7 separate regions of the Mus musculus genome follow, and regions 2, 3, 4, 5, 6 and 7 are each linked to region 1. Evidence: chromatin contacts called from public promoter capture Hi-C data. All regions are on one chromosome and are shown on one strand. Each heading gives the region's core, a stretch centred on a gene start, on an enhancer-like site or on the middle of the called end of the contact. The rest is flanking DNA. Distances are from core to core; before and after follow the strand shown. Region 1 holds the start of Zik1 (zinc finger protein interacting with K protein 1). Region 2 holds the start of Zfp444 (zinc finger protein 444). Region 3 holds the start of Zfp418 (zinc finger protein 418). Region 4 holds the start of Zfp667 (zinc finger protein 667). Region 5 holds the start of Zfp954 (zinc finger protein 954). Region 6 holds the start of Zfp583 (zinc finger protein 583). Region 7 holds the start of Zfp78 (zinc finger protein 78).

What was found. Promoter capture Hi-C pulls out the DNA fragments that hold promoters and counts their contacts.
Region 2: a contact with region 1 is called in a promoter capture Hi-C map of second pharyngeal arch cranial neural crest. The contact joins the promoter of Zfp444 here to the promoter of Zik1 in region 1. A contact is called at or near these places in 5 of 39 promoter capture datasets (cranial neural crest, frontonasal cranial neural crest, maxillary cranial neural crest and 2 more).
Region 3: a contact with region 1 is called in a promoter capture Hi-C map of pre-B cells. The contact joins the promoter of Zfp418 here to the promoter of Zik1 in region 1. A contact is called at or near these places in 6 of 39 promoter capture datasets (the C10 cell line, cranial neural crest, frontonasal cranial neural crest and 3 more).
Region 4: a contact with region 1 is called in a promoter capture Hi-C map of pre-B cells. The contact joins the promoter of Zfp667 here to the promoter of Zik1 in region 1. A contact is called at or near these places in 6 of 39 promoter capture datasets (cranial neural crest, frontonasal cranial neural crest, hippocampal neurons and 3 more).
Region 5: a contact with region 1 is called in a promoter capture Hi-C map of pre-B cells. The contact joins the promoter of Zfp954 here to the promoter of Zik1 in region 1. A contact is called at or near these places in 6 of 39 promoter capture datasets (the C10 cell line, cranial neural crest, frontonasal cranial neural crest and 3 more).
Region 6: a promoter capture Hi-C map of second pharyngeal arch cranial neural crest shows a contact between it and region 1. The contact joins the promoter of Zfp583 here to the promoter of Zik1 in region 1. A contact is called at or near these places in 5 of 39 promoter capture datasets (cranial neural crest, frontonasal cranial neural crest, maxillary cranial neural crest and 2 more).
Region 7: a contact with region 1 is called in a promoter capture Hi-C map of second pharyngeal arch cranial neural crest. The contact joins the promoter of Zfp78 here to the promoter of Zik1 in region 1. A contact is called at or near these places in 5 of 39 promoter capture datasets (cranial neural crest, frontonasal cranial neural crest, maxillary cranial neural crest and 2 more).

Annotation. Positions count from the first base shown.
Region 1 is chr7:10,493,466-10,496,697 of GRCm38.p6, forward strand. It overlaps Zik1 (zinc finger protein interacting with K protein 1), which reads right to left and starts at 1,916. Exons shown (of 4, transcript NM_009577.3): 1 at 1,677-1,916; 2 at 1,025-1,063. The coding sequence starts at 1,057.
Region 2 is chr7:6,170,939-6,174,000 of GRCm38.p6, forward strand. Zfp444 (zinc finger protein 444) reads left to right here and starts at 1,575. Exons shown (of 4, transcript NM_028316.3): 1 at 1,575-1,636.
Region 3 is chr7:7,169,541-7,172,746 of GRCm38.p6, forward strand. Zfp418 (zinc finger protein 418) reads left to right here and starts at 1,813. Exons shown (of 4, transcript NM_146179.2): 1 at 1,813-2,018; 2 at 2,597-2,635. The coding sequence starts at 1,992.
Region 4 is chr7:6,285,230-6,288,099 of GRCm38.p6, forward strand. Zfp667 (zinc finger protein 667) reads left to right here and starts at 1,351. Exons shown (of 5, transcript NM_001024928.2): 1 at 1,351-1,425.
Region 5 is chr7:7,120,224-7,123,108 of GRCm38.p6, forward strand. It overlaps Zfp954 (zinc finger protein 954), which reads right to left and starts at 1,253. Exons shown (of 5, transcript NM_172738.3): 1 at 1,000-1,253. The coding sequence starts at 1,077.
Region 6 is chr7:6,328,945-6,331,912 of GRCm38.p6, forward strand. Zfp583 (zinc finger protein 583) reads right to left here and starts at 1,490. Exons shown (of 5, transcript NM_001033249.3): 1 at 1,126-1,490; 2 at 311-372. The coding sequence starts at 319.
Region 7 is chr7:6,361,983-6,364,850 of GRCm38.p6, forward strand. It overlaps Zfp78 (zinc finger protein 78), which reads left to right and starts at 1,326. Exons shown (of 5, transcript NM_001025163.1): 1 at 1,326-1,365.

The DNA.
Region 1 (3,232 bases), core at 666-3,165:
TCAATGCACACTTACATTTTTTTTGCTAAACACTGACCAGCACTTTTTTTAGATATATCTATCTTAAACTTCCTCTCAAATTCAAGGCCTATAAAGCCACCTACCACATGATATCTTCCTTCATTGATTGTGAAAGACCTTAGAAGTAGCCAAAAACAATTAAAAAATATTCTAAATGGAAACGAACCTGATTACCAACTTTATATTACATTTGATGGAGTATCCATCCTTCTAGATTTTAAAGTCCTAAAGCAGTGGTTCTCAACCTGTGGGCTGTGACTCATTTGGGGTTAAAGACCCTTTCACGGGGATGCCTAGGACCAAAGGAAAACACAGGTATTTATGTTCCAGTTCATAAAGGTAGCAAAAGTATAGTTATGAGGTAGCAATGAAAATAATTTTATGATTGAGGGTCACCCCAACATGAGGAACTAAAGGATGGCAGCATTAGGAAGGTTGAGAACCACTGTCCTACAGCCTGTATAAATAGTATCTTCCCTTCTTTAAAATCTGAGACTCTAAGCAGCTCCAATTTCAAAACTAATCTAGACTCCTGCCACTTCCTCCATCTTCACCCTGGTGTAATCACTGCTAACACTTTCCCAAACTATTATGGCAGCTTCCCCCATGGTCTTATTGACTTCCTCACAATAACTGGGTTCTCCATGCCACAGAAACATGGAGGCTTATGTGACTAAGATTAGATCACCTCCCTCCTCTTCCCTTTCCTTTCCCTAAATGTTGAATTACTCTCATCACTCTAAAGCAGAACGCTGAGATTCATTCCAGATCTGAATCCTGCCCTGCTGCTTTCACTTCCCTCAGAAGAAAACACTTGGGGTTCTATGAACCACATGAGCCTCATCTCCAAACATTTACACATGCCAATCAATGCCTGCGTCAACCTTACAGATCACATTCTATTGTTTGTTACCAAAAGGAACTACTCCAATCTTCAATTTGTTAAGGCCCCTTTGACTCAAGACAAATATCTCAGTGACAGCCTAGGACATATTCTCCTCACCTGCATGAGGGCCATATCCATTTCTGCAGTCATGGACACCTGTGAGATGAGAGATGTTATGAATGATGGCAGGGACCCAAAGCTTTAGGTTTTCCTATACCCTCTCCCAACCCGGAGCAAAGTGACATAGGGATGCCCTCGTTACATCTGATCCTAAATCCTCAGTGCTTGTGCTTACTTATGGACCCTTGAACAATGACTCAACTGGCCTATAATATATCTCCACACAACTCCCAGGTTGGAAAACCCTAGGGTGGTCCAAGAACTAGCTGAGATGAGAATATACATACATATATACATACATACTCTCATCACGAGCAGCAGCTTTTTGGAAACCCTAAAACCCACACTCAAGTCTGTGTAGTTTTTCCATAACACGAATTCCTGTCATGGGGAAAATGGTACAACACTTCATCTCATTATTACGGGCCTAAATAGTCCACACTTCAGCGTCGCTCCAAGAAATTACACACACTATGGCCCTGGCTGTACCACTCCGCCTCCTCATTGTAGCTTTGCAAATAGAAAAGCCGAATCACGTACTCCTACTAATACAGGGATCTGGGGAGTAGCGACTTAAGGGGACTCCCTAATTCCGACTCTGCAAGATAAGTGGCGAGGACAAGGGAGCCACAAATGTCGCACCACTTACCTAAGCCTGGTGCATGAGCGTGGGCACAGCCATCCAAGTAAGCGAGCGCAGACAACGGGGAAACGGGGACGAGGGACCTGGACAATACTGCCACTGTCAGTGCCGGGGCTGCGATGAATATTACGCCCTTAGAACCGCTCCTTTGAGATTCTTCGATCCGTACACCTCTGGACAAAGGGGTCTTGCACACGATCTGGAAGGAGGGACCCAAAAACCGCTAAAATGAGCGCCACAGAGCGCAGCCGGAAATCCCGCCCCATTCCTCCAGCCAAACCCGAAGATGGTACTATCCTAAATTCTCATTGGCTCATGCTCCTCTCTCTGTGGATAGTGCATTCTGGGTAACGTAGTTCCTTCAGATATGCGTCTGTGGGTGGGGAAGCTGTGCAACTTCATCACCTGGAACAAAGGCCAAAAGGGATGTGTGCTGGGAAGCGCCATGTACGCTAGCAAACAACCCTTTTCATCTGTCTTCTTTTCTGAAGTCCTCGGCCATAGTCTGGGGCCACCCACCCCAGTGTTTTCCAACTTGGGGGCAAACAGAATACAAGGATGCTAGACTGGAGGTCAAAAGAGGCTGTGGTTGTATAGATGAACTCAAACTCCGGGGGAACTGCGGGATTTCTCCATGTGTACCCAAATGCTGGGCAGACATCCGATGGAGAGCCCATGCCTAGCCTCTTGAACTAGCTCAGGGCACTTGGCCTCCTAGTCCACTGTTGGAAGCCACTTGCAGGGAGTCGAATTTAAATCCATAGTGACTCCTACATTTCCCTGTTGTCTGCTTAAATACCCCCTCCCTTTGTATTCTAATACCACTCCTATGGCACTTGATTTGCCTCTTCTTCAGTGTTGCCCTAAGAGAACACACACAGCTCCTTAAGCTTCAACTAGATCTGTCCGGTAGCTAGAAAGTTGGCTGACTAGCCTGAATATCAATAAAAAGCAGAAATTGCCTCTCCAGGAAAAAAAAGAAATCAGGATCTGTGTGAGGCCAGCAAGTTCTGCAACTCGCCCTCTCCTGAGGGCGCCGCTTATAGAGGTAGAGAGCAGCAGCCACCAACTGGCCATAAACTAAATGTAACTCTTGTACACAACTACAAAAAAGACAAAGTTAAACAGAGTTCAAGCAAATCTTAAACTCCTAGCATATGAAAAGTTTTGTGTTTGTCTGTATTTGTATATTTGGCATCCATCAATCTCAGGACCAGAGATAGCTAAAGTTGTAACTCATGCTGATGTACACCATGCAATTCCTACAAAGGATGCCAGAGGGAAGAGAATTATTAGTTCTGGGCTAGCATGGTTACAGAGCATGAGTCAAACTAAAATATCAACAAATACCAACAGTGAAAGTCAATTGAACAGGTTGGAGTGTCTTTTCAATGATACTCAGTTGTCTAAATTTCCAAGTGGCTAGCTGAGCTTTCTACTACTTCTAGGAAACTAACTGGTCTGGACGCAGTCTTCTTTGCAGCTTGGTTTATTAAGGAAAAATGTGCCTTGAAAATCTCATTTTTGGGGGGGGGCACTTTCTGAAGCTATTTTGCATTGTC
Region 2 (3,062 bases), core at 325-2,824, 4.3 Mb before region 1:
GCATGGTAGTTCACACTTCAAATTCTGGCATTCTGGAGGCGGAGGCAGAGGATCATCCTTAGCCAGACAGTGAGTTGGAGACTAATCTGGGCTACAAGAGACTCCGTCTTAAAAAAGTTTTAAATCATATACGAAAAGAATCCAACTAGTATGTGAAAAGCACCACTAGGAAAAGAATGTGGTATTGCAGGCTCGCTCTTCAAATAGCAAAGCAGCTTGTGTGGTTAGCACACTTACCAAGATGAGGGACAGAGAGGGCAGAGAGGTGGGACAGGATTAAGTTTAGCTGTTGTGGGGATAGATCCGTCTCTAAGCTGTAAACTAGTGAGTAAATAGAAACTAGGGCAATGGTATTGTCCATCCACGAATTTGGTAAGGACAATAACAACTCTGCTTCACATGATTTCCTTTGTGTGCCAATGTCACCTTTTTTCGAAGTCCAGTGAGGAGGGGAGAGTCTCTGTCTGCCCCACTAGCTTGTAAGAGCCATCTATCACGTAAACAGAAAGTCTCATAACCTTCTTGCGCTCCTGCGAGTACGTGTGTATGTGGTGCGTTGGGGTAGTAGGTAGGGGTAGGGCTGGAAAGATGACAAAGAGGTTAACAACGAAGCACAAGCTATTCTAGACGTCCTTCTAGCACCTACATGTGGCTCACAACCGTCTGTAATACAGGTCTAAGGGAATCCCACGCCGCTTTCTGGCCTCCGTGGGTACTGCGAGCACATGGTGCACCGACTCAGCGAAACACCCATACATATTACAAAGAGCAAACTCAAAACCTTCTTGCCTTTTCTGAGGTAGGGAAACTGAGGCTTCAGTGTCCGTAGGGGGCTACACAAGCGCCGTTTGACACGTAATATTTTCCTTCCTATTCACAAGACGGGAAACTGAGGCTAGAGAGTGGACTGACAGTATGGGACGAGCGAACTAATTCTCAGAGGTCAGGTTTCGTTGACCAGCCTCAACCTTCCTTTAACCTAGTACTGGAGCGGGAGGGCGATACTGCAACTGTTGTCAAGGAGACGGATCTCCCACTGCTGATCTGAGGAGAACTCTGGCATAGCCTCCACGACCTCCTCTATAGGCGCTTAAAGGTCCTGGAGGCGGGTCTCCCAAGTGTGCTGCCTCCCCCGGTTTCCACGACAACGAAACCACAGATTCCTCTTATCCCTCCCCGACCCGTCCGCGTTTGCCAGAAGTCAGCCGGCGGGGTGTCTTGTGAGGGATGGTAGAGGAAGGAAATCCACGTGAAATCTGGGAAATGTAGTCCAAAATCAGAAGCGCTCTGTTTGCGCCTGTGTGAGCCAATAGGAATCGGGTTTTCTTCTTTACACTTTAAGAAATGTAGTTTTCTGGCTAGCTCGGGACGCACGAGCGTACAGGACTCATCACAGTAGGGCTAATGGAAAGCCGCTTTGTCGCGATGTTTCTTGGGAGATGTAGTTTCCAGCTGGGAGAGGTGGGAAGTGTTGGGTAGAATTAGCGATTCCTAGTGTAGAGAGTGAGGGGACGTGGGGGCGGGGAAGTACGGGTGAATTTGGCGCAAAGCCTGCTGGGGCATGGAGTCCCGATGAGCTTTGTGCGCATGTGCGGGAAGGTGAGGTTGTTTGGGGGGCCTCGCCCAGGAGAGTGAGGTGAGCTAGAGGGAAAAGGAAGGGCTGGGGAGTCCGGTGTACGGGGAACGGGCGGACCACGGGGAGGGGTACCCAGGTCTGGAGGAGGGAGAGGAAGGGAGGGATGGGCGGCTTGGGGGAGGGGGATGATAGGAGGCTGGAGGTGGGGTTCTGGGGGCGGGCCGGGGAGCGGGAGGAACGCGAGATGCAGACGCGGGAGAGTTGGAGGCCTGGGGAGGCTGGGCAGCGGGAGGGGGCTGGGATGTTCGAGGGGGAGCCCTGGGATGGTTGGAAACTGAGAGTGGAGTGGAAGTTGGACCCCACTGAGAAATCCTGGGGCGCCGGGACCTCTAACCTCTTCGAAAAGGATTGCGGGAAGGGGTCTATCCAGGGGCACCGTGCCATAGCAGCGTAGACCGGTGCAGGTGGCTAGTCCTGTGTGCTGGTCACACGTTCACACGCACTTCTGTCGAGTTGAGGTTCTGGAGGATAAGTATTTCTTCATTACAAGCGTATCCGCCTCATTAGCTTGTCGCGAGAGGCGAAATTCATTAATGTGCAGAAGGGGCTTGGAGACAGGTTTTAACAGGATAAGAGGGACTTAAATCTCTCGGTTCTGATCCTCCTGGCTCAGCCTCTCACGTGCTCAGATTACAAGCGTTGGCCTAGTTTTTTTGTTTTGTTCAGGGTTTTTGTTGTTGTTGATGATGGTGTTTTGGGTATGGTCTCCTGTAGCCCAGGCTGGCCTTAATCACACTCGAGAGCCATGCCAAGCTTTAAACCGGTGAAAGTAATTGAATTTAAAAACAAACAAACAAAAATACTCATCTTAACTTTTTTTTTTTTTTTTTTTGGTTTTTCAAGACAGAGTTTCTCTGTATAACCCTGGCTGTCCTGGAACTCACTCTGTAGACCAGGCTGGCCTTGAACTCAAATCCGCCTGCCTCTGCCTCCCAAGAGCAGGGCTTAAAGGCATGAGCCACCACTGCCAGTCTTCACTCCTTTTTATATGCTATTTTAACACCTATTCCAATTTACAATTTAGTCTTGGGCGCTTGTTTCACAGTGGCTTTACGTAAATGACTCACAAGGAGTTGGAGGGTTAATGTGTGTTGATAGTAAATGCAATAGGTGGGGTTTGTTTATTGCCAGGTGGTGTTCTGGGTACTTTTTTTTTCTTTTAATGATTTATTTTTATTTTAACGTGCATCCATATTTTGCCTGCATATGTGTTTACTGCATCCTCTGATTCTAGAGTTTCAGTTGTGAGCTGCCATGTGGGTGCTGGGCATTGAACCCAGGTCCTCTGGAAAAGCAGCAACCAGTACTCTTAACTGCTGAGCCACCTCTCCAGCCATGCTCTGGGGTACTTTTTTGCTCTTTATTTTACTTGACTTTCCAACCTCGATTATTGCTCCCATTTTACAGCCAAGGAGATGGAGATTAG
Region 3 (3,206 bases), core at 563-3,062, 3.3 Mb before region 1:
TGAAGCCCTGAAATGGGACCTGTCCCAGAAGCTGTTATCTTCTGTAGTCCACACTCTCACCTGTGCAGACTAGTCTCAGTGGAGTCTGGGAACCAAAACCTTTACTTTCTCTTTAAAAGGTGATTTAGTGAATACATAACCTGTGCAAGATATCAGATCTCCATTACCACCCCCCTACATACACACACATCCACACCCATACATCATCCAATGAAACTTTTCTTTGATGAGGCTCTTGAAGTCAACTTAGAAAAAGCACTCCCTTGGAAGTGCTTTTCTGAAGTCCCTTGTCTGGAGTTGAGCTGCTCCCTTCTCAAGTTCTGTGATGAAGAGGGTGTCAAGTCCCAGAGAAACAAGGGGCTATAAGAATACTATTGTCTGCTTGGCCTCTAGTCTCAGCCAGTACCTTTTGCTCCTGTAGGCACTTCTCACTCTGCACCCTACGCTAACCCAGGGACCTCCCTTAAGTTCCCTCAATTTCTCTTTCCTCAGCCACAGGATCTCTTGGCTTACTCTTGCCTCTCTTGATCAGCTTGCTCCTACCCCCTACCCCTTCTCTGTCTCTGTCTCTGTCTCTGTCTCTGTCTCTGTCTCTTCTCTTCACTTCTTCCCTTGAATTCTCTCTCTCTCTTGGTCTGTCTGAATCTTTCTAGATGCCTCAGTCTATACTCTCCCTTACATCTACAATAAAAATTTCCTCTTCCACCATACCCTGGAGCTATTGTGTCTTAATTTTCATTCAGAGGGAAAAGCAAAACAGCCTGAATGTTAAATTGTGTGTCCTTCAGAACAGGTATAAAGTGAACATTTCTAACAAAATTTACTACTGTTTCTCCTAGGATATAAAAATCTCTGTAATGTGCCCAGAGTGATGGCCCATGCCTTTAATTCCAGCACTCCAGAGACAGGAGGATCCCTATGAGTTAGGGAACAGCGTAGTTTACATAGTGAGTTCCAGGCCAGCCAGGCTTATGAAGTGATGCCTTGTCTTAAAACAAAGAAACAAATAATACATTAATAAGTTATTGTATTGAAAAAGAACAATTCAGCCATAGGAAGCTCATGCCTGGGGAGAAAGCTCAGTCAGGAACTCCGTCATTGCCTCACCTTGCCCTCCCCACCCTGTTAGCTTCTGCTAGTGCTGTGAATACCTGATTGGATGATGTTGTCCCTTTATGGTGCTCCTTGTTCTTTCCTGAAGTTACCTGATAGGACATTGTTCTGCGGGGGATCTCCCCCATTAGGACTCACAGATGGCTGCCTTGTTTGGTTTTTGCTGGATATTTTCTCCCAACTAGATGTTTTGGTATTTCTTTCTTCATATTTATTCTTCAATTTGGCTTACTCTATATTTAACTCACTCATTCTAAATGCAGAGTGGCTTACAAAACCTCTCAAGAGAGGCTCGAAAAGTTTTTCCTGTCTGCTGTTTTAACTTTCAAAATTTGGGCTAAATTATCTCTATTTAAAACATGCTACAGTGTGTCGAATATCTTTCCATAAGTAGCAACATATTTCTTCACTAAGCATGGTCAGAGATGTGTCAGCATTGCATCTGGAGTGTTTTCCTTTATAAATACATATAGGTTCCCCCAAATAAAATCCCAAATAAAATCCCCACTCTTCCTTTACTGCAGAAATATTCTGAAACAAATTAAGATCATTGTGAGGATGGATTATGGGCTGCTGTTGGTTCAAGCCTGAGCAGTAGGAACTACATTACCCACAATGCCAAGAGCAGAGTAGCAAACTGCTGAGCCAAAGAGGGCAGTTTCTGCCTGGGAAGGTCGACAGACATTGGGCGGTACTTCCTGCATTTTGTCCTGTCTTTGGTTTAACTGTCCATGGGTTGGTATTTGGAGGATTCTGAGCTTTAAAATCAGCAAGTTAGACTAAAGGTACGAGAGCGAACAGGCACTGGGTGTCGGCCAAGCAGACCATCATCAGCCGCGGCGGCCGTGCACCGGCCCCTGCGTACTCTACAGAGCCGGATGGCGGCGCTGAAGCACCTGGCTCAGGTAAGTGCCACATACTAGGCGCTCCCTCTCCCTAGATACTTTGAGTCCTAGAGCCCCTTGAGGACTCCCGCTCAGCTCACATCCTTATGAAAAACTTAATCCCTGTGTCCAGAACAGTGCCAAGCTCGTGGATGGGATCCGCATTTCTCGTAACTAGTCTGATGAGGCATGGAAGAGTGGGACCAAGAGAAGAGTGATTGACTGATTTGTGTGGGCAGTATCACGTTTGGCCACTTTAACCGGGAGCATTCCAGCCTAAAAAAACGGCAAGGTGAGGTGCATTAACTATGCCCTCACTACGGAGGAGCCAGCGGGACTGAATGGAAGATAAATGTAGCTAGAGGTTATTCAAAATATTCCAAAAGCTGCACAGAGTTAGAGCGGGCTGGAAGAGAATAATATGGAGCCCTCAGGAGAATAAAGCTTTGTGCAACATCCCGCAGCTGCTATGACTCAGCACTATGCATAGTTTAGAGATAATTTAGATATAAAAGGTTATGAAGATTCAGGACTGGACAGGGGTCCAGGTCCATGAAAACTTACCATGGTCTTTGATTCTTACAACTTTCTTCCCACAGGTTCCCAGATCTACAGAAAAGGGTATGGTCTGTATACAGGTGAGTGTGGGGTGTTCTAGTAAGTTCACCAGTGTGGCCACACTTCTTGCCTCACGTTGGTAGTGGAATTCATTTTTGTGGGGGTTCTTAAGAATGGAATGTAACATTTAGCATGGAGGCATATCCCTGGAGTCTGAACACTAGAGAGGACCAAGGCACGTTCAAAGCCAGCCTGGGATACATGGTGAGACCCTAAGAAAGAATGAGTGATTGATAAGATAGCTCAGTTGGTAAAGGCACTTGCTACCAAGCCTGAGTACTTAAGTCAGTCCCCAGAACCTACATGATAAAGGGAGAGAACTGATTCCTGAAAATTGTGCCCTGCTTTTCTACTTGTACACTCACATACATATGCATACTGGGAGAAAATAAATAAATAAATAAATAAATAAATAAATAAATAAATAAATACAAAAAGAGGGAGACTGAGATTTCAAAACCCAGTAGTATAGTGGGAATGTCAGCCGCTGGCTAGTCACACAGATCTACAACTCTGGGGAAAATTAAGCATGGAGACATCCTGATTGCTGAAGGCTGCTGTTTATCCTTGAATACGGGTGGATTAGGAAAC
Region 4 (2,870 bases), core at 101-2,600, 4.2 Mb before region 1:
CCTGGATAGATGGAGGTTTTGAAAGACTTGTGAGAATCTGAGTCACACTTCTTCTTTGGAGCCTCCCACCCTGTACCCCCATTCTTGGACTGGGGCTCTCTCAGTCTCTTGGTTTCCCCTTTAGAGAAATGATGTGTAGAACTTAACCTCTGTGCTTCCCTCCTACTTCCTATTTCTGGGGCCTCAGGTAAGGTCCAATGTGCTTGGAACCTCAGTTTTCCCATCGGTGAAATGAAATGCTGTGTTTGCTCAGTAGTGCCGTTGTTTCCCACATGACCATTCAGATGTCACAGTTGACGCTCATCACTGTCTTGACTGAAGATCTAAATGAGTCACTTCCCTTTCTCTAGGCACTTATATTTATACGCAGGTTGGGTATACTGAATTGTGCAGCTGACAGCATTTCACTTGTGCACACACCAATGACTGTGTTCTTGCTAAGGGATGCCATAACAGGGTCTGGTGTCTAGTCTACCCTTATCCTGGTGATTGCTGTGCGACCCGAGAGTCATTCCTTGTCCTTCACTGAGCCTAGGGTTTCCTCAAGTATTACCCCTATTCTCTTTCTACTTGGTGAGATGTAAAGTGACTCCGGAAGTGGCTTGAATGGAGTTATAATTTGATAAGGTAGGACCAGAAATCATTAGGGTTGCTCAAGAGGTTTAGGGCAGGCCTTTCCCCTTTACGTGAGATTTATACTGAGTTCCTAGAAAATTTCAGGTTTATAGTTTGGGAGGGAGTACGGCCTTATAAGTGTTGAATTGTGCTGTGGAGAGTCTTCAATCAGACTCCAAGGTGGAACGCTCCTCTTCTCACGTGCCCATCGTTTCCCCCATGGCTTTCTAAACAGCCACAGAAGAAACTCTGTCCTCTCCTCTGAGGGTCACAAGGTCTCCAGACAGGCGACAACGAGGATGGAAACACCCTTTTGGGCGTGGATATCCTTAGTCTCTTGCCAAAGCCTGAGGTTGGCGGTACAAGCTCGCGGTTGCGCACGGCGTAAGGCGCGTGGAAGCCCAGTGAGTCCGAGGTGTGGAACGCTAGGAGAAGCATCCCGGAAAGGACGCATGCTGAATGGACTCTAACGGGAGCTTGGCCGAACCCCTTAGAAAAGCGCTTAGCGTAGGAGGGCGCACACGGGTCGGCAGAATAGCCAACCAAATTATTGAGGGCGTGGCCTCGCGCTGTCTCCGGGGTTCTGCGACTGCAGCGTCTAGTTGCGTGTCAGGGGGCGTGGCTCCGCGCTCCGGGGGAAGCCCTGGGGGCGGGGCCGCACTGGCCTGCGTCCTTCTGGAGGGGCGGGGGGACCGGGGAGAGGCCCTGAAGGGATCCCTGGGGGTCTGGGAGGCGAGTGCGCAGGCGCGGGAGCTCTGTTGCTAGCAGTTCTGTGGCAGCTGTGAGACGGAGGACGCAGCAGGGAGACAGGTGAGGGGGTCTGGTGACTGCGAGCCTTCCTTCAGTGGGAATGATTGATAGCGTGTGTGTGTGTGTGTGTGTGTGTGTGTGTGTGTGTGTGTGTGTGTGTGTGTGACAGAGAGACAGAGAGAGACAGAGACCTGTTTGCGTGGGTCGCTCTGGTGATCTGAGTTGATTCGGGTGCACGCCTGAAGCTTCGTGTATGCTTGGCGTATATTGTTTGTTGTGGGGTGAACACAGTATGAGAATCCTTCAGGAGACTCCACGTGTGTATATGTGTGTGCGCGAGAGAAGAGAAGTGGAAGGGGGGCGCGGGAGAAGGGAAGTGGGAGGGGGGAAGGGAGAGGGAGAGACCGACTAGGCCTGTGAGCCCCAAGAAACAGGTGCGAATACCACCAACTGCGTGATGTGACCAGTGTGCCCTGTGTAAAGGAAGACACTACAAGGGGCCGCTAGTGGATGTAGGAACAGAGTTCTGAGCATCTCGGTTGTACTTGTGTGTGAGTGTGATAGACTGATGGAGCTGTTTATCATAGTCTGAGGGCACTCGGCCTGTGGGGCCCAGGGACAGGTGACTGTACAGGTCCTAGTGGGAAAGGAGGCCACCGCAGGCTAGAGGGGCCCAAGGGTGTGGGCACACAGTTCTGAGTATCTCTATGTCACTAGCTGTGCTGGTGTGAGAGTGTTGGCGGGTGTGTTTGTGTGTGTGTGAGAGAGAGAGGCTGATGAAGTTATTTATCAAAGTCTAGAGATACAGTGAGCCATCAGATGACAATGGCTTTGTGAGTGTGTGCCAGTGTGTGATTGATCGTGCCTCATCTCATTTGTTACCGTGGCAACGGGCTCCTCTAGAGGAGGAGATGTGATGGCCTAGTCTGGGAAACTGAACCTGTTAAGGATGAGACTTTTCCTTCTGTACAAAGGGATAAATGGCGCTCATCAGAGTGTTGATGGAAAGGCTAAACGGACTGTGAAATAATACAGGTGAAATGCCTTGTACAATGCCTGGGACATACTGAGTGCGGTGTAGAGTCTGGCCTTTGTTGTAGTGCTGACGGTGGAGGTTTGCTGTTGTGTTGTTGGCCTGTGTACAGGTAGGGTTGTAGTGGTGAATTCCAAAGGAGTTTTAGTGTCTACATTTGGAATTTGGCCGTCTTTCACCTCTAGCAGAGGTTCTGGATTGAGCAGTGGTGCACACACCCTCCAGACTCCTTTTATCCCTAGGCAAGCAACCTGGCTTCTTGGTGTCTGCCCAAGAATGGTCCTGCGGGAAAGTTGCATCCTACCCTGACCTGTGGAACCTGTTGGGTGTCTTCCTTATCAAGGTAGCTTGAAGGCTTCAGTAGAGGAGTGGTGGGGAGTGGGAAGGGCCTCAGGCCAGACACCTTTAATGCTAGCACACAGTAGCCCATGGGAGACAGAGGAAGGTGAGTCTCTGTGAAGTCAAGTCTAGC
Region 5 (2,885 bases), core at 3-2,502, 3.4 Mb before region 1:
CAGAACTAGGGAGGCAGAGACAGGTAGATCTTTGAGTTCAGGGCTAGGCTGATTTACAGAGAGAGTTCCAGGACAGTCAGGGCTACACAGAGAAACCCTGTCTCTATAAAAAGCCAAGGGGAAAATGAAAAAAAAAAGTTATTGGGTAAGCATGGTGTGCATCCCTTTAACTGCAACACTTGGAAGGCAAAGGAAGGCAGATCTCGGAGACTGAGGCAAGCACTGGCTACATAGGCCAGCCAGACCTGAGTTCCAGGGGGAAAAGTAGTTAACACAGCAGACTTTAGTTAAATGCTGAATGTTTTCACATAAGTAAGTAAGTAAGTAAGTAAATGAATGAATGAATAATAAAAGGGAAAGAAAGTACTACTTTAAAGTCAAACAAGCAGGAAGTGGGAGGTCCTGCCTTTAATCCAATCACTCTAAAGGATTGCAAGTTTGATTCTAGCCTCGTTTACATAGCCTCGTTTACATATGTCTCAAAAAAATTCAGATATTTGAAGACTAATCTCTCCCTCTATGGTCTACAACCCTAACTGCTGCATTAGTCCACAGCATTTACCTAAGGATTCATAGATCTCTGTCTCCATCCACATAACTTCATCCTTGCTCAATATTCCCCCGGAGATGCTTGGGAAAGTTTGAATAGATCAAGTTTCACCTCTGTTCAAATCTTCCATGGCTACCAGTCTCTCTATAAACAAAAGTCAGGTCCTTAGGGGTACTGGGCCCTTTTTCCCTCATCTAAAACGCCAGTAGAGGTCACCCCAGGGCTCTGTCTCCGAGCTCAGGCCCGCCCACAAGCCTTGGGAGGTACAGTCCAACAGGCACTGTGAGTCAGAGGGGATGGCTCTAGCGATCTAGCACACAGATGTCAAAAAACATTATTTCGTTCATCCGTACCCTACAGTCGGGGACATGAACGTCTGCCCTGTTGGCTCCTGACCCAGATCTCAGTGCTCTAGAACTCAGGTAGGTGGGCGATCACTAGGCACTCACCTGGGGCAGGGCTCCACCCGCAGCCTCCACAATCACCATCGGGCTCCAGAGGATGGTGGGGCCCTGGGAAGTCGCCATCCGCACTCGAAGCCTGGATCAGATCACACGAGCTGTCGCAAACCTCAGATCCGTCTCTGTGACGGGGGACAAACGCTTTTAACGTGCCGGCTTTCCTGCCATGGCCAAAGCAGATGACACCAGTTTTCTGTGAGCCATACTGACGGGTCCAGGAAGTTACAAAGAACCTCCAGCACGCAAAGCCAAAAGTCCCGCCCAACGGTTCTCGCCGTCGCTGAAATGCCCATTTTCATTGGCTGAGTTTCATGCAATGTTTTCTGGGCAATGTAGTTCATGCAGGAGCAAATTTCTGCGATCCGGACACAACTGCCCTGCTTGACAAGACCAAGTTTCAGTGGATTTCTTGGCACTGGCGTGGAGACTATTTTCTCCACACCGTTTTCTACCTTAGGTGAGTTAGATGTGGATTAGAAATAGTAGAGGCTGAGTCACAAGGTCAGGCTTGCTGGAACTCTTAAATTACAGAACTGCAGGCAGAGGCAGGTAGATTTCTGTGTTTTCGAAGCTGTCATAGTGTGTTCCAGGCCAGACAGGGCTACATAGTGAAACCTTGTTTTATTTGATGTCTAGAAATACAGGAGACGGGCAAAGTTGAATTTTGCATTTGAGACATTTGCCTTGTGTGAAATGATACTCGCCAGGTTCGTGGGCTAATAAATACAGAAATGGTGACCATGGAAGAGGGGAAAAGGACATGTTTGGATTGGATTCAAAGATTCCTTCACCACAGGACTCTAGATTCAGACACTTCTCACACCACTATGGAGTCGTCAGGATTAATGCTTCTATTGTGCTAAGAGAAAATTAAAGGAACATTTAGGAACATTTAGGAAGCTTTGCTGTACTCCCCCCCCCCCCCAAGACTGCTCTGGAAAATGCGAACACGGGCGTATCTGTAATCATGACAGTGTCCGCAGAAGTCCTGTTAATTTCATGCATATCGCTTCTCCACTTTCCCCTTCTGCAACTGTCCCGGTTTCCCATGGTCCACATTGTCTGAACTACAATACCCAGAAGAGATGGCTCATACACCTTTAATTCCAGCACTTGAGAGGCAGAGACAAATGGATCTTGGAGTTCAAGGCTAACTTTCTCTACAGAGCAATTTCCAGTAATACACAAGAAACCCTTTTACTAAAAGAAAAACAAGGTTGGAAGGTAGGAGCGGAGATAGGTTTTGTCTTCTGACATCTGGACAAGTCTGAAATCTGCTGCCTTAGTGTGACTGATTCTAAGCCTTAAGTAGGAATGCCTCTATTCATGAGCCTCTCAGGTCAGCTGGGTCAGCTGGGCTGCAAACTCTTGATGCAGATGAGATGGTACATGGTCCCCGGTCTACTGATGTTACAGAACCCTGGGGTCTGGATAATGAGCCCAGGCACAGGGCTGATGTCCCTGATAGCAATCCAGTCCTAGAAGGTTGTTTTTATTGTTTTTATTTTTACTCTCCTGAAGATTGTATTTCCTTTCTGTGCCAGTACTACTCCTGTAAACATGTGAACATTACTAAGATACTCCAGACTTTCTGCAAGCAATGTGGCAAGCACCAGCTCCACAAAGTGGTACAGTATAAGATGGACAAGGATTCTTTGTCCAAGGAAAGTGGCCTCACAACAGAACAGAGTGACAATAGTCAGATGTAGCCTGCTCTTTGCCTAAAGGCTGAAATAGCATCTAGTGCTTTTAACTGCTGAGCAATCACTCCAGCCCTTCTTGGATTTTGTTTTTTTTCTTTTGTTACCCTTTGATTCAAGCCAGGACAACGAGTGACAAAACAAGTTTCAATGACTAAATTGAAGTCCCCTATG
Region 6 (2,968 bases), core at 240-2,739, 4.2 Mb before region 1:
CACATCTACACCTCTAATACCCACAATATGAGCTTACATAATCCCACCAAAAAAAATGTATTTTTGCCTCTTAGAGTGAGTTCCTAAGAGCACTGAACCCACAGGCGAGGCTGAACTGCGTCCTTGCTGGCCGGGGGAAAGGGTGCTCTTAGCTTAGTCTTGGGGGACTAGCTCTTGTGTTGCAGTGGAGAACAAGAGCAAGTCACTGGAGAGAGGAGATTTTGTCAGGCAGCTGAATTTCTGAAATCAAAGTGGTTTAGCCTGACTGATAAATAAGGTGGCATTCCAGGGAAAAAGAAACGCTTCTTACCTTGGACATGGCGTTAAAGCTTCAAGAATGTATGGCTGTGTTTCTGGGAGCAGGGAGGTGTCCTAAGAAAGTAAAGTGGACAGAAACAGGAAACTGTAAGTTCCAGGTGTATCCTGCAGCCCCAGCATCACACCTCTGTCCTTCTCCTCCCTCCACAGACATGCATTTGAGGTATCCCTACATTTAACAATGCTTTTCCTATGTACTGTATAGTTCTGGGACTCAACATATATTTTATGTCTAAGTTATCTCTTTCACTTATGTCTGAGCAATTTAAGACTGGCATTATTAGATTAGAATCTTCCACCTTTCACACATGAAGGTTTACATCATTGAAGATACACAAGGCAATAGTTGAGAAAATAACTGTGCCAAACTGGAAACTAGACTGGAATTTATAGTGTATAGATGACGTTAAAAGGAAGTATATCTCCACCCTTTCCATAAGGATGAGATGTAGGCCATCAAGTGAAGCTACTTTGCACAGAGTGGGTAGCAAAGGGACCATGTGATCTAGAAGACAGTGGACCAGGATCAGGATACCCTACAAATGCCCCCCCCCGCCCTTCCCCCCCTATGATATCTCATACTGTCACATATTTTCCAGCACTGTCTGTCTCAAACAGTTACACTGTTTAGATGCAATGAAATAGCCCTATACACTGTTATTCGGGCCCATACATTGTCACAGGCTCCATCCCAGCTGGTAGCAAAAGTCTTGCTGTAATAATATCACATAGTCCCAAATGCAGCCTCAAAGCCCCTCATGGCGTCTTTATCCCCACATTCCACATTGTCACAGACCCCCCTTGTACCTGGTGGCATAGTCTTGTGTATTCACACACATCCTTATGGGATCTCACAGTCTCATACACCATCATAGGCCCTTCAACACTGTGACATGGTCTCATAGTGCTACACCTATTGTCCCAGCCTCTCACTCTATGTCATAGCCAGCATTCAGTCTCACAAACTGTCACAGGCCCTGACAGTACTCTTGGCACAGTCTCAAGCCTCAGGCCTTCACAATAAAGTGGCTTGGTCTCAACCCTGTCAGATAGGTTTCCAAACACATTCTCCCACATGCTGTCATATACAGTCAACACGCTGTCACAACCCCTCAGTTTCAAGCAGTATTCAGTCTCACAGCCACAGGCATCTCGTACACAAGGTGTGGTCTGACACTGCCACTCAGATCCCCACTCCAAAGTGCTCACATATAATACACCCTCCACTGTGCAGTCACCCACACTGTCACAGCCTTTCAGTCTTACACAGTGTATGCAGTACCAGACCCCCTCACACGGTGTGGGGTCTCACTGTCATATGAGTCTTCAGACACATTCTCCCACATGATCCCTTATATTGTCACAATCTGTCACACACAATGTCACAGCCTCGGTCTCACACAGTATTTAGTCTCACAGTCAGAAGTCCTTAATACACAGTGATCCAGTCTAACACTGTCACTCAGCTGATCCCTCCCCGGTACAATCACATACACTGTCACAGTCTTTTAGTCTCACAGAGTATTCAGTCACAGGCCCCCCTCATGCAAGTGGGTGGTCTCATACTGTCACACACATGATAACCACCTCAGTCTCACACAGTGTACAGGCTCAGCCACAGTCACTCACTCATGTTCCCACACACATCCCCTAGCGCTATCACACACTGGCACAAGCCTCTCTCTCTGTTTCATGTATCTCCATACTCACAGTCACAGGCTCCCCCCATTATGGGGTGCTGTCTTATAATGTCACATACATTGTCACCGCCTCAGTCTCACATAGTTGCAACCTTACAATCATAATAGGCCCCTCATATACGGTGGCGTGGTCTCGCACGGTCACTCTGCACCCACTACACTTTCTCCCACGCGGTACCTTGATCCTCACCGAGCGTCTCCTCAGTCCTCGTCACCTCTCACTCGGCGCCGAGGCAGATCTGGCCGGGGCCGGGGCTCGATCTCGCGGCGCCGGTAGAGCTCACAAAGGCGCGGCTGCGGAGCGACTCCGCGCAAGGGCCTCTGGGAGGTGGAGTACTGCGCTTGACTGGAGCGGCGTAAGGCATGCTGGGAACGCCTTTTAGGGCGCGGCTTTCGGGGGTCCTAGAATCTCCGCTGAATTCTGTCTCTTCCCTTCCGGTCGTCAGAACCAGAACTCACTCAGGCTGCGCAGGAGCTGCTTGCTCTCCTCGGTCTCTTAGACGAGGAGTCGGGGGTGGGGGTAGTTGTGGTGGTGGTGGTGGTGGTGGGGGGGCTGTGCTCGAGCACGCATGCGCAGTGCTAGCTGGCCGGTGCCCTGTCCAGAGCAGCGGATGAAAATTGGTCATCTCCTGGTTCAGGGCCCACGTTGCTGGGTTTCTTTCTCCCTTGTTTGTTTACCTTCTCTCTGCCTTACCTTTTCACGCATCATTCATTACTCGCCTTCTGTATGTCAGACTCTGAAATGGACACAACAATGAACCCCGCCTGACCAAAATCTTCATCTTTATGGAACCAACATAGACTGGGGAGGAAGTGCGCTAGGGCTGTAACCCAATGATAGAGCTCCTGCCTAGCTAGAATGCTTGAAGCCCTAGGTTAAGTCAGCCATTGGGGGGGGGGGGCTGCTAGAAAAAAAAAAGAAGTTGGGGGGCTATTTTGGATAATATTCT
Region 7 (2,868 bases), core at 76-2,575, 4.1 Mb before region 1:
CCGCAAAGATCAAACTTCCAAGCCTTGCGTCGTGGGGGCTCACACCATTGATTTCAATTTGGAAGAAAACGAATGGATACAGAAAGATCAAGAGTTACCCATTTCGGAGGTTAGTCTGGGCTAACCACCTCAAATCTCCCTCTACAAAAATTATAATCTCAAAAACTAACAATAAAGATCGAGCTTGGTTAAGTAAGGGACAGTGACATCAAGGAGGCTCACAAAAGAGTGTGAGGGAAGCCTCACGAAAGGGTGGGGAGCCTAACAAAGAGCTGGCGCAAGACTCGCCCTAACCGACACGGCTAGGAATCCTGGGCAACCCTTCTGTATAATCACGCACTCAGCCACACACTGTCACAGCTCCAATCCGTTCTGCAAACAGTCTTAAATGGTGCCTTTCTCCTCAAATTCTGCCCTTTTTCTCTGACTCCTCTGAGAAGCCGCCCCTTCTCCTTCAAGCCCCGCCCTCACCTCGGGCTGCGGGGAGAACCTCCCTACTTGCTAAGCCCTGCCCCTCATCTCAGAATGCTGTAAACCCTCCCCTTTTCTGCTTAGCGCCAGGCTCACCATGCACTACGCTGAAAACCTGCTCTTTCGCCTCAAGCCCCGCCGCCCTCTAGATTTTGCTGAGAACCCGCCCCTTCTATACTAAGTCCCGCCCTCTAGAATCTGCTGAGAACCCGCCCCTTCTTCAAGCCCCGCCTTCACCTCTGACTGTGAGGAGAACCGCCCTACTGGCTAAGCCCCGCCCCTTCAGATTGCCGAGAACCCACTCCTTCAATGCTTAGCACCGCCCTCACACGAGCCGCTGAGAACCCGCCCCTTCTCCTCCAAGCTCCGCCCTCACCTCCGGAGGCGGAGACCAACCGTTCTTGCTAAGCCCCGCCCTCACCTCGGATTCTTCTGAGAACCCGCCCCTCCTCTAATCCCTGCCCTCACCTCACCTCACACAGAGCTGAGAACCCGCCCTACTTGATAACCCCGCCCCTCACCTAATACGGATAAGCTCCCGCCCCTTACCCACTTAGTACCGCCCTCTCCAGGGACTCTGCTGAGAACACGCCCCTTCTCCACCAAGCCCCGCCCCTTACTCCAGTTTCTTCTGGGAACCTTCCTATCTAAGCCCAGCCCCTCACATCAAACTTCTGAGACCCTTGCTCTTCTCTGCTTAGCTTTGCCTTCACCCTCAGTCTAAGAAACTGTTCTCCGTAGTACCCGCTTCTCATCGCAGACTTCGCTGAGTACACGCCCCTTCAGCCCCACCTTTCTCAGATTAAGCTCTTAGGTCGTCGCTGGCAGAGGCTGCGCTTGCGCACACATAGCTTGTAGGAAACCTCCCAGCGTTCCTCGGTTGACAGCGTCTGGGTAAGGCAGCTAGCGGGCGCTTGTTAGGGAGTGGGAGCCCGAGCGCTGCGGGCAGGGGAGATCCTCGTGGTCCCTGTGTTTTCTGTCTGGAGGTAGGCAGGCGGTTGCGTGGAATCTAGGGGGCACGAAAGCTCAGACGACTGGGCGTCCGGATCTAAGTCTGTGCTTGGGTGTGCCAGGCCCGTGCGTGTGTGAAAGGAACTGGGCTGTAAGTTTTCGGTGTGAGAGAGGGAGACAGAGTCTGAGAGAAATAAGTGCTGTGATTGTGAGAGAACTGTGAAATGTATGATGATAAGTGTGTCTTCCAGTGATCTGCATTACAGCACTTAAATGCTTGGAATCTCCAAAGTAATAAATACCTTGTTGACTGCTCTTGATTGATGGCTGACAAGACTCAAGGTAGTTTCAGAGTCGGTGCTGATCATCGCAGACGCTAAACGGGATTAGAGGATCAGTCCCAAACCCCATCCAGGAGAGGACAGGAGCTGAGGTTGATCACCAGATGCCAGTCCTTTTGTTGATGTTTCGAGACAGAATGTCATGTAATCCAGCAGTCCTCAAACTCTTTATGTAAGTAGAGGATGAGTTTGGAACTCTGATCTTCCTAACTCAGCCTTCCAAGTGCTGTAATTACAGGCGTGTGCAACCCACACTCAGATAAATGATTTACACAGCCATGCTTACGTGATGAAGTGTCCATAGCGACTCAAAAGGAAAGGATTCAAAGAGCTTTCTGACAGGAGTATTGTATCCCTGCATAGAAATCCTGAGAGGCCGTTGAGGGAAGTGGGTAAAGTGAAGATAGGATTGTGTTGGAGACTTCAAGATGTTGGAGATACTAGAGTCGTGGGGTAGCTGCAGCCTGAGTGTGGAACCAGCCCAAGACAGAGAAGTACGTGGCAGTCAGCAAAGCTGAAAGGATTCGGAGATCTGAATGACACAGAGATGCAGAATTTAGAGTTTGCCCTGCTTGTTTTCCGTCTTTGTTCTTTGGTCCAGTATTGATTTTCTTATTGTGCTCCTTTCTCTCCCTTTTGGAATGTGTTTTTATTTTTAAAGATTTATTTATTTTTGCTTGTATGGATATTTTGCCTGCATGCACAAATATGTACACCAAATGCATGGCTGGAGGCATGGATCTCCTGGAACTAGAGTTACAGGCAGTTGTAAGCTGCCATGTGGGTGCTGGGAATTGAACCCCAGTCCTCTAGAGGAACATCCAGTGTTCCTAACTGCTGAGTCATTTCTCCAGCCCCACTTTTGGAAATAATGTGTATGCTTTGGCATTGTATGTTGCGAGCATGTGATCTGCTTTTTAATTTTGACTTTACAGGGCTACAGTTATGAGATTGCATGAGTCTCAGAAGAGATTTTGACTTTGGACTTTAGTGTTGAGACTGTGATAGACTATGAAGGCCTTTGAAGTTGAACTGAGTGCATTTTTGCATTATGATATGGCTACAAGCCTAAGGGGGCCAGGGAGTGAAATGTGCTGGTTTGAAT